2 separate regions of the Oryza sativa genome follow, and region 1 is linked to region 2. Evidence: chromatin contacts called from public ChIA-PET data. All regions are on one chromosome and are shown on one strand. The core of a region is the stretch at or near the end of the contact, and the rest is flanking DNA. Distances in the headings are between cores, read along the strand shown.

Region 1 (4,614 bases), core at 41-2,540, 53 kb after region 2:
CAAATGGTTGAAACATCGAAACGATAAGGTCATCTGATGATGGATATGCAAGCTGCATTCTGGAAGGTTGGGAAAAATTTCTGGGATTTCATTTACAGCCATTAAAATTTACTAAATTTGTTGTCTTTGCACTTATGCAATTATTATACACGTGAATCATATCTATGATGCAGCACAAAATGTTTAAGTAGCATATCAAGCATAATCTCACTGAACCATAAAAAGGGATATGATCTATAGAGACTAAGGTAGGGTTTCAGCCTGTCTTTTTTCTTTAGAAAAGAACAACATTTTATCTAATGTCTAAATATTAGAAACATAACTACTACTAGTTAACTACCCCCTCTGTTCTCGAGTAGCTGATCCTTTTGACTGTTGTTGTCTCACTTTGACCATACATTATTTTTAAATGGTTATATTTTGATGAGTGAAAATTGTGTGGTTATACTGGATGTGTTTTATGAACCCTTCAAAAGAGCACTACAACCATATGATCGTTCATATTCTCTACTGTAACCTTGAGCTAATAATTCTGAAATATGGTTTTAGATTCTGTAAAATCCGTCCTCAAGGTTTCTTGTAACGGTCAATTTCGTTATTACGGGATGATGGTGGTGGGTCCCACGTAAAGAACCACTACTCAAGAACACTGAGCTCAATAATACAAATACTGAGCTGAAGATGGAGTAGTACAGTATCAAGGAAGAAACCTAAAAAAATCAAAAGGGTAAAAGAATAACCAATGGCTAGAATGCAAACAGAGAAGAACAAGGCCAATCTGCCATCTCTACGACTCTCTTTACCACTTGACGCATCAACAACACCCCATATCACAAAGGACCCTTTACCCAACCAGTAGTACACACTAGTACTGAGCAAGAACTGATCAATCAAGAAAGCAAAAAAAAAAGAAAAGGAAAACACACACACACAGAACAAATCAACAAACGTACCAAACGAAATGCCTCCTCCTCTCTGTCCACAACCGCTCCTTGAATCTGAGCTGAGATCTGAAGAAGAAGAAGAAGGAAGAATTATTTAAGGGTGATCAAGAAACGGATTGCAACCAAGAAAGAGAAGCAAACCGAAGCTGATAAAGCCAAGAGGCGTTTCTGATAAAGCCAAGAGGCGTTTACCTGCCTGAAGGATGAACCGCTCGTTTGTCTTGATGAAGCCAAATAAAAGCTAAAGATTGCAGTGGCGGCGGCGGCGGCGGCGGCACGCTGATCGCTGCCTACTTCTACTGGTGGAGTAGACTCTAATGTGTGGGCAGGAATTAGAAAACGCATCCGGAGGAGAAGTGAACAACGATTTGTCCTTTTGAGCATTCCCCCCAGATGCTGCATCGACCCGAAAGCGCCCCTTGTTTCCGTACCTTATTACGGGAAATGCCACTGAACCCAAGTGAATCCCAAACAGTGCTCCCGCCAATCCAAACGCGGAGATGGACACGCGGAGCGGTCACCGCCATGTGGGGCCCAGGAGCTGTGTGGCCTGAGCTGGCGCGTGCGTGGGAGCCAGCTAAGCAGGGTGTCCGTCCTTTCTTGTCTCGTCCTCGCGGTGACGTGGCGTTTTCCGGCTTCGGGTTCCCGCCTTCATGGCGGGAAGGCGGTCTCAAGGCGAGGATCCTCTGCATCAAGCCGTTGCGTTGCATCCGACTTCATAATAATCAGATGCTCTAGATGAATCGCTAAACTCGCTATTGTACAGATATCCTTCTAATAATCGTTACGAGATCGATGTGACAAGTTGCAAAAAAAACAATTCGGTTTAGAAAACAAAATGCAATTTTGTGGCTGTACTAATTTCTGTGTGGTGGTAGCACAATGTGCAGCAGTATTACTGTATTGCACGTCATGGAATCCATTGTTGTTTTGCTTGGCACAGAAGATCATTGCTGGGAGAAGAGCTGTGCGTGGTGGGGGCTGACGAGGACGGCATGCCTCCTGGCTTGAATTTGATTGGCGCTCTGCGGGGTTTTTTTTTTTTTTCTGTTCTTGTTGTCTCCTCCGGTCCTCCACGAGGAATCATTTTTCTCGCGGATTCAATTCCGCGGCATCAAATCGAAACTGCGTTACGATTAGTTCACCGAGGGCGGTGACAAAACGGTTATGTGTAGATTAATCGCTTCTTTAACTGAAGATCAGTTTCATAAATTCGCATGTGGAGCCTGCAGTGACGGCGCCAACAGAGAACGGGACATTCTGTGACCGCATCAGCGATGAAACTGATCTCTGACGTTGACGATTGATTTTTTTTTTTTTTGGCAATGCTACTGCGCAGTATTTGTATTACTACTTGGTTGCGTCATCCGCCACTGAGATCATGCGTTCTTACGTAAACATGCCAAAATTCATATTATCTTTTGGAAAAGCAAATCCTCCTTCTATCATGCATTCTATACGCAATTCGTTCGTGGTTTTGACAAACCGGCTCTAGTCAGTCTTCAGAGTTACAATTCAAGCTAAAAACTAAGGCCGTGTTTAGTTCACCCCTAACTATCCTAAACTTTTTAACTTTTCATCACATCATATCACATCAAAAATTTTCCTACACACATAAACTTTTAACTTTTTTTCCAAACTCCTAACCTTCCCCAAACTTCCAACTTTTTTCAGGAACTAAACACACTCTTAAACTTGACATCAGAACAAATTCTTTGGACGGTGGAAGAACTGCAAATTTTCGGTTCAGATCCAATCCGAGCCCAGATCTCCCGCCATCTCGCTCATGATCGAACAGAACAGGCACTGACCTGTAGCGGAACTTGAGGACAGATTCGTTTTCTGAAAGGCTTTAAACTTCAGACAGATTATTGGCGCGTAATCGTGGGGTGCACCATGTGACCGTGACCTGTGGGATCCATTGCTCTCTGCCTCTCTGGACTCAAGCGCAAGAGAAGACAAGGCCCTGAACATGTTAACTGTGCTACCATTGCGACACAGCACCACATGGTGTATGAGATGCATGTGCACATGACACTGAGTGTTACATGATCATGGATTTATTAGCTGTTTTTATCTTTGTTTTTGTGTGTACTCCATTTCTTTTTTACTCACAATTCCTGAAGAGAGGAATACTGGTTGTCTTGGAGGGTAGAAAAGTAGAAAACGTGAAGGATCAACTGAATATAAGAGTATTATTGGGCAAATTGCCTGTTCTGATTACCAGATATTCCTACTCCAGGCTGTTGTTGTATGATGGATCCAAAAGGTTCATAGTTGCTAATGAGGGCAGTACTCGTAGCGTACACAATTACCACAAGTTGTGCTTTGCTAAGTATGGCAGTCAAATCCTGCTTTGCTTCACTTTTTTTTTCCTTCTCTTTTCTACATATGAGGTAGACTCATTAAAGGCCCAGAATAGGATGGATTGGGAAGAAATTTGGAAATTCGAAGCACATTGGAGTGGTTGTACTTGTCCCTGCTATCAGTTGGCCCAATGGTTACATGACCATACTCCAGTACATACAATGGGTGAAGTTTGGTTTCTTCTATTTGCAGTTATTATTCTTTCACTGTCGCTCTGACCTCAAGTAAAGTTGCAACCATCCTTCAAAGAGTAGACTCGAGAGTAGTTCCTCCCTCTGCTGATGTCTATCATATCTGAGAGGCTGAATTTCGCATTATATTCCAAATCTCCACGACCTTTTCTGCTTGGAAATGCGTTTAGGCATCAAACAGTTCGTATGGGCCTAATCTGTTTCTAGGCCTCACTGCCCTCTGACTGGCCACTGGGGGGAATAAGTTCATCTGAGGTCCCTTAACTGTCAACGAATCCGATTTTCGTCCTTCAAGCAGAAAACCGGATACAACGGGTCCCTTAACTGTCAAAACCAGTGCAGATAAGATCCCTTGGCGGTTTTGGCTGACGTGGCGCCTACGTAGCTAATTTGACTTCTTTATCTGATGTGGTATTGACGTGACGTGCTTACGTGGCAATTCGATCAAATAATAATAATAAACTTCGTGGGACCCACATGTCAGTTTCACACATAAATTTTTTTAAAAAGGTGGGCCCACATGTCAGGTAAAAAATAAAGATGGTGGGGCCCACGTGGGCCCCACAAGTCCTTCTCGGCTCTCCCTCTTCTTCCTCTCGGCTCTCCCTCGTCCAGTCGTCCTCGCGGCGGATAAGCGGCAGGAGCGGAGGGGCGGAGCGGACCGGCAGCGGCAGCAGGCCGCGGGCGGCGGAGGTGGCCGGAGGAGGAGGAGGCAGATCTAGGAGGAGGTCGTCGGCGAGCGCGGCAGCTCCACTCCGTCGGCTGCTCCGCCCCGCCCCTCCGCCGCGATGCCCGCGTTTGCTCTCTCTCGATCGAGCGACGCGAGCCCAACAGCGACGGCCGACGGAAGAAGGCGGCGGAGGGAGATCATCTATCAACTCCGGCGGAGGGAGCTCCTCGCCCGGCCACCACGCCGCAACCGAAGCGCCACCACTCTACCGAGGAGGCAGCAGCCATGGCGCCAGTGCCACGAAGCAGACGCTGCACGCCGCGTTGTCGTGGTCGACTTCGTCGTAGTGGCGGAATATTTGTGTCTTGGCGCTGCTTTCGAGCGTCACGCCGGCGATTGTTGTGCTGCTGCTGCCGGCTCTCTTGAGGGACGAGACGAGCCA
Region 2 (4,422 bases), core at 1,436-3,935:
CGCCGGTGGGCAGGTCACGAGCGTGGGGGAAGGCTAGAGTACAAGCCCGGCCGGCCCCCTGTTCCGCGAAGTAAAGGCGGTGCCACACGTGTCGAGTAGCTGCAGCAGGCTAGGCGAGGGTAAGCCATAGCGCGGTAGTAGGAGGGCGAGCTTTGCGTACGACACGGCATGGCCACATCCGAGGAGTCGTCGTGCAACGATGGACTCGACTCGACGGTAATGGCCGGGGCCGTTCTCCACGTCGCGCGCGCGGCGCAGGGTATTCGCTGCACCTGGACCCTGGCATCCCCCCGCGCGTCCGGTAGCCGGCGACACGCGTCCCCATCCGTCCGCCTCCGCGCGCCACGCTCCACCTCAAATCGCAGGGTTTTTCCCCGTATCCACCCAGGCGCCCGCGGGCGTCCCACGCGCTCGTCTCGTGCATGCACGGTTTCGCTCGCTCGCCCGGCCGCTCGCTCGCGCCTCCGCTCTCCACACCGTCCAGTCTCCGCCACCATACCGCGCTGTGGATTGAAAGCGTGGATCGATCGTTCGTCTCGGGAGACCGAGAGCTCGGTGGCGCTCCTATAGGTGCCCGGCGTGCTGCCTCGATCAATCTTGTGTGTTTTATGTGTGCTGGCCTTGCTGGGTGTCCCTTTCGTCGTGCCGCGTCGCATCTTGTGGTTATGCTTTTGAAGGAAACCGACGCGCCTCGCGTGAATACTAACTCGTGTGTTATCAAAGTCATATATCACCTAACGATGACAGATTACTTACCTTTCATGATTGCGAGGTACGTTCATGATTAGAATAACACGCTAAAACACCGAAGATTTTTTTTTAACAAAAAATAAACACCGGTGTTATTAAGAAGATCTAAAATATACCCAGTTGTCGTCAATTCGTGATTATCGACCTTATCAAGATGTTCCATATTTAGGAACGTTGGACAAGCTGACCGGCCAAGTTCAAAAATATTCAGACTAAAATTAATACTTTTTCTGACAATTTTTGTTTGAATTTTACTGATTTTTATTGATAACCGTTCGATCTAGGCCGTGCTTATTATTTGAAGTAAATTTTACAATGCTTTGGAAGATACTGTAATACTGCATTTTCTAGTGTGCGTTATAATTTGATACTCTTAGAACCAAATATTGCAAAATGAAAAACAACTTCCAAGATACCTATCAAGTATGTAAATCTTACTTTCTCTATTTTAAAATATTAGCAAAATTCCCATCCTATTGCTTTGGTATAATACCCATACTTTTTTTATATAGATTTTATTAACTTGATTCAAATAAATATTAAACTATTACATAGTGTATGAAATATTAGGGACTACTCCAGTTTGTAAAATGTGCAAAAGTAATGGTGTGCTGTGGCAGAACTGTCACACCACCACTATTATTTTTTATAGTAGTATAGATAAGCACCTTGTGGTTGTGCACCTGCACAAGAAATGCTTAACAATCTAACCATCGTTTTGCCTACAACAGCTCGTACGCTTATTTGTAAAAAAAAAAAAGAATAATCGAGAAAGTTTTATACGTGTTTTCAGAGACTCGTCAATGCTTGAAAAAAATAAACTACAATGACAAAACATCGAAATCAATATATCACTTTTTTGTGAGAAATAAATAAAAAATTTAGATGAAGCTAATAAGGTTTTTTTAGAAAAAAGGTTTCTTCTTGTAAGGGATGGTCGAGATCAGTTAACATGAGAAAGTATGTGAGAAAATAAATGATGCACGGGTGATTATAATTTGTTTGAGAAAGTAGTTGCGAATGTACAACCTATGTTCTCAGATAAATTTTATGTTTATATTATTGGGTAAAGGGAGTAGTGGGTATCACCAATGTATATGGCAAAAGTGGTCTATATAGATGGGACCTACATAAATAAACTTTAACTATAGCAATCCTCACAATGTATATGGATACAATGTGACTGACATTAGGAGAAGAGAGAGAAGTAGAGATAGATAATATTATTTATGTCATATGGGTAGTCTATATGTATATTGATACCTTTTGCTATTTTCTTTATATGGGCTAGTTGCACAATGTTACTAGATGGCTGAATGGAATAGTTTATTCCCTATGAACTACTTTTGTAGTACATTGTGGATGCCCTGAGATAAAATTGACAAATGTTAAGGAGATATACACTTGGCAAAAATTCAAAAAACAGAATTGAGCATGTTGGGCTATTGACACGTCGAGATTGTCACTGTATGTGTGCATCTACCAATTCAGCCCACCAGTCAAAATTGCACGACATGCCCCTACAGAACCCTCTTTTCTCTCACCTCCACGTAACCCCTCTCGCCTTCCCACTCGGGTCCCACGCGTTACCTAAAAGCGCCAACCGCCGTGACCGTTCCCTGCACCCTGTCTACAAGAGCCATACCTCACTGACATCCCGGCCACACCACCAGGGCGTTCGGATCCCCTCCCTGTGGTTCACCTGCGCCGGGTGCACCACGCCCTTCCTCGAGCCCCGAGATGGAAAGCCGCTCATCGCGAGAGCCACGGGCCGGGCGCCGGCTGATCTGGGCCGTCCACGTCCCTGCCCGCGAGATCCACGTCCGGATACGGGCTCCCGCCCTCGCTGTCACGCATCCGTGCCATCTAAGGACGAACCGACGGCCCGGATGGCTCCTCGGACCTTTCTTCCCCGCGGACGCGGGTATTAATGCCGTTTCGCGTTGCCACGCTCTCACTCTCTTTTGCTCTCTCTGGTGAGGGAAATGAGCAGTGACACAAGCAGGCGGGATCATGCCGCCATGGCCGTGCGGGAGGTCCTCGCCGGCGACAGGAAGGTGGGCACCGTGTCCAGGTCGGCGAGGAGGAGGAGGCTTGAGCTCCGGAGGCTCGGGCGGACGGCGTCGGCGGTGGCGGAGGATGACGCCGCGAAGAGGGTGCGGCCGGCGTCGGACAGCTCCTCCGACTCGTCGGAGTCGGCTAAGGTAGCGCCCGAGCCCACCGCGGAGGTGGCGAGATGGCCGGCGTGCGTGTCGCACGGGGCGGTGTCGGTGATCGGGCGCCGGAGGGAGATGGAAGACGCCATCTTCGTCGCGGCGCCGTTCTTGGCCGCCTCGAAGGAGGCGGCGGTGGAGGGGAGCGGCGTCGCGGAAGAGGAAGGCAAGGAGGAGGATGAGGGGTTCTTCGCGGTGTACGACGGGCACGGCGGGTCCCGCGTGGCGGAGGCGTGCCGGGAGCGGATGCACGTGGTGCTCGCGGAGGAGGTGCGGGTGCGGAGGCTGCTGCAGGGCGGGGGCGGCGGCGCCGACGTCGAGGACGAGGACCGCGCCCGTTGGAAGGAGGCCATGGCGGCCTGCTTCACCCGCGTGGACGGCGAGGTCGGCGGCGCCGAGGAGGCCGACACGGGCGAGCAGACGGTGGGCTCCACCGCCGTCGTCGCCGTCGTGGGTCCCCGCCGCATCGTCGTCGCCAACTGCGGCGACTCCCGCGCCGTCCTCTCCCGCGGCGGCGTGGCCGTGCCGCTCTCCTCCGACCACAAGGTACACACTCCACGCCACGCCCCCACCCGCTCACCTCACCGCCTAACAAAACACATCGCCAAGAAAGCATGCATCAACGGCATGATTACCCCCCCCCCCCCCCCCCTCCAAACCACGCGCTCCAGATCCACACTAATCTAGATTTTGCGGGGTGCAACCTGCAACAGCGAACCCTGCTGCGAATCAGGGACGCGTGGACGTCGTCGTCAAAGCACCACGGTTTCGGGCTTTCCGCGAGATTTTTTTTTTCTCTCGCTCGGGCGGGCCCCGGGGGGGGGGGGGGGGGTGGTGGTTACGTACAGGTGTCGCCCTTGCCGCTCGCTCCCCCCGCGTCGCCTACAACAACAACTACCACCTCTGCTTTTCGTGCGTGCGGGCCGTGTCGAAGCGTCCCCGCTGGCTCGCCTACTCGTCGCTTTTGGTAGCGTACTGTGGCGCCGCTGCCGATACGTACGTGCAAGGCTACATCACCGCGCCCTACTAGCTACCACCACGTACGTTTGCGCCAAAACGGAAGGCGATTTGCGGTGAATTGGAGAGGAGGGTGCGGTGGTGTGGTGTGGGCGTGTGGGACTAGGCCGCCTTGTCACGTTGTGTGCGAATGGGGGTGAATTTGCGGAGACTCTCCTACCTCCCTGGCCGGAGTCGTTGGGGGGGGGGGGGGGGGGGGTAAATGACCAAATCCGGCCTGGAGTACTAATCGTCGCGGAGAGGTGTCGACACGCGCGCGCGCGCGCGCGCACGTACGTACGTGCATTGTGTACGCCATTGGGGCTAGCTGTCGAGTGGTGTAGGAGTGATAGTGCTCTGCTCCTGGTTACCAAGTAGTAGTACCAAGAGTGTGCCGGCAGAGTTTGGATGGCTCAGAGTCAGTTTGGAATAGAACGGATCGGTTTCTGATGCTCTCGCTATC

Evidence for each region. ChIA-PET counts read pairs in DNA pulled down with a chosen protein or histone mark.
Region 1: an RNA polymerase II ChIA-PET map of leaf shows a contact between it and region 2, with 6 times the contacts expected there. The contact joins the promoter of LOC4324184 here to the promoter of LOC4324182 in region 2. A contact is called at or near these places in 2 of 15 Hi-C or Micro-C datasets (leaf and an unstated tissue) and 3 of 4 datasets of contacts at active chromatin or transcription factors (leaf and seedling).

What each region holds. Positions count from the first base shown.
Region 1 is chr1:27,287,124-27,291,737 of ASM3414082v1, forward strand. LOC4324184 (COP1-interactive protein 1) reads right to left here and starts at 1,291. Exons shown (of 3, transcript XM_066312168.1): 1 at 1,137-1,291; 2 at 954-1,010. LOC136357203 (a long non-coding RNA gene) reads left to right here. Exons shown (of 2, transcript XR_010742387.1): 2 at 1-445. LOC136357206 (a long non-coding RNA gene) reads right to left here. Exons shown (of 2, transcript XR_010742394.1): 2 at 3,917-4,614.
Region 2 is chr1:27,232,543-27,236,964 of ASM3414082v1, forward strand. LOC4324182 (probable protein phosphatase 2C 8) reads left to right here and starts at 2,686. Exons shown (of 3, transcript NM_001428062.1): 1 at 2,686-3,509. The coding sequence starts at 2,736.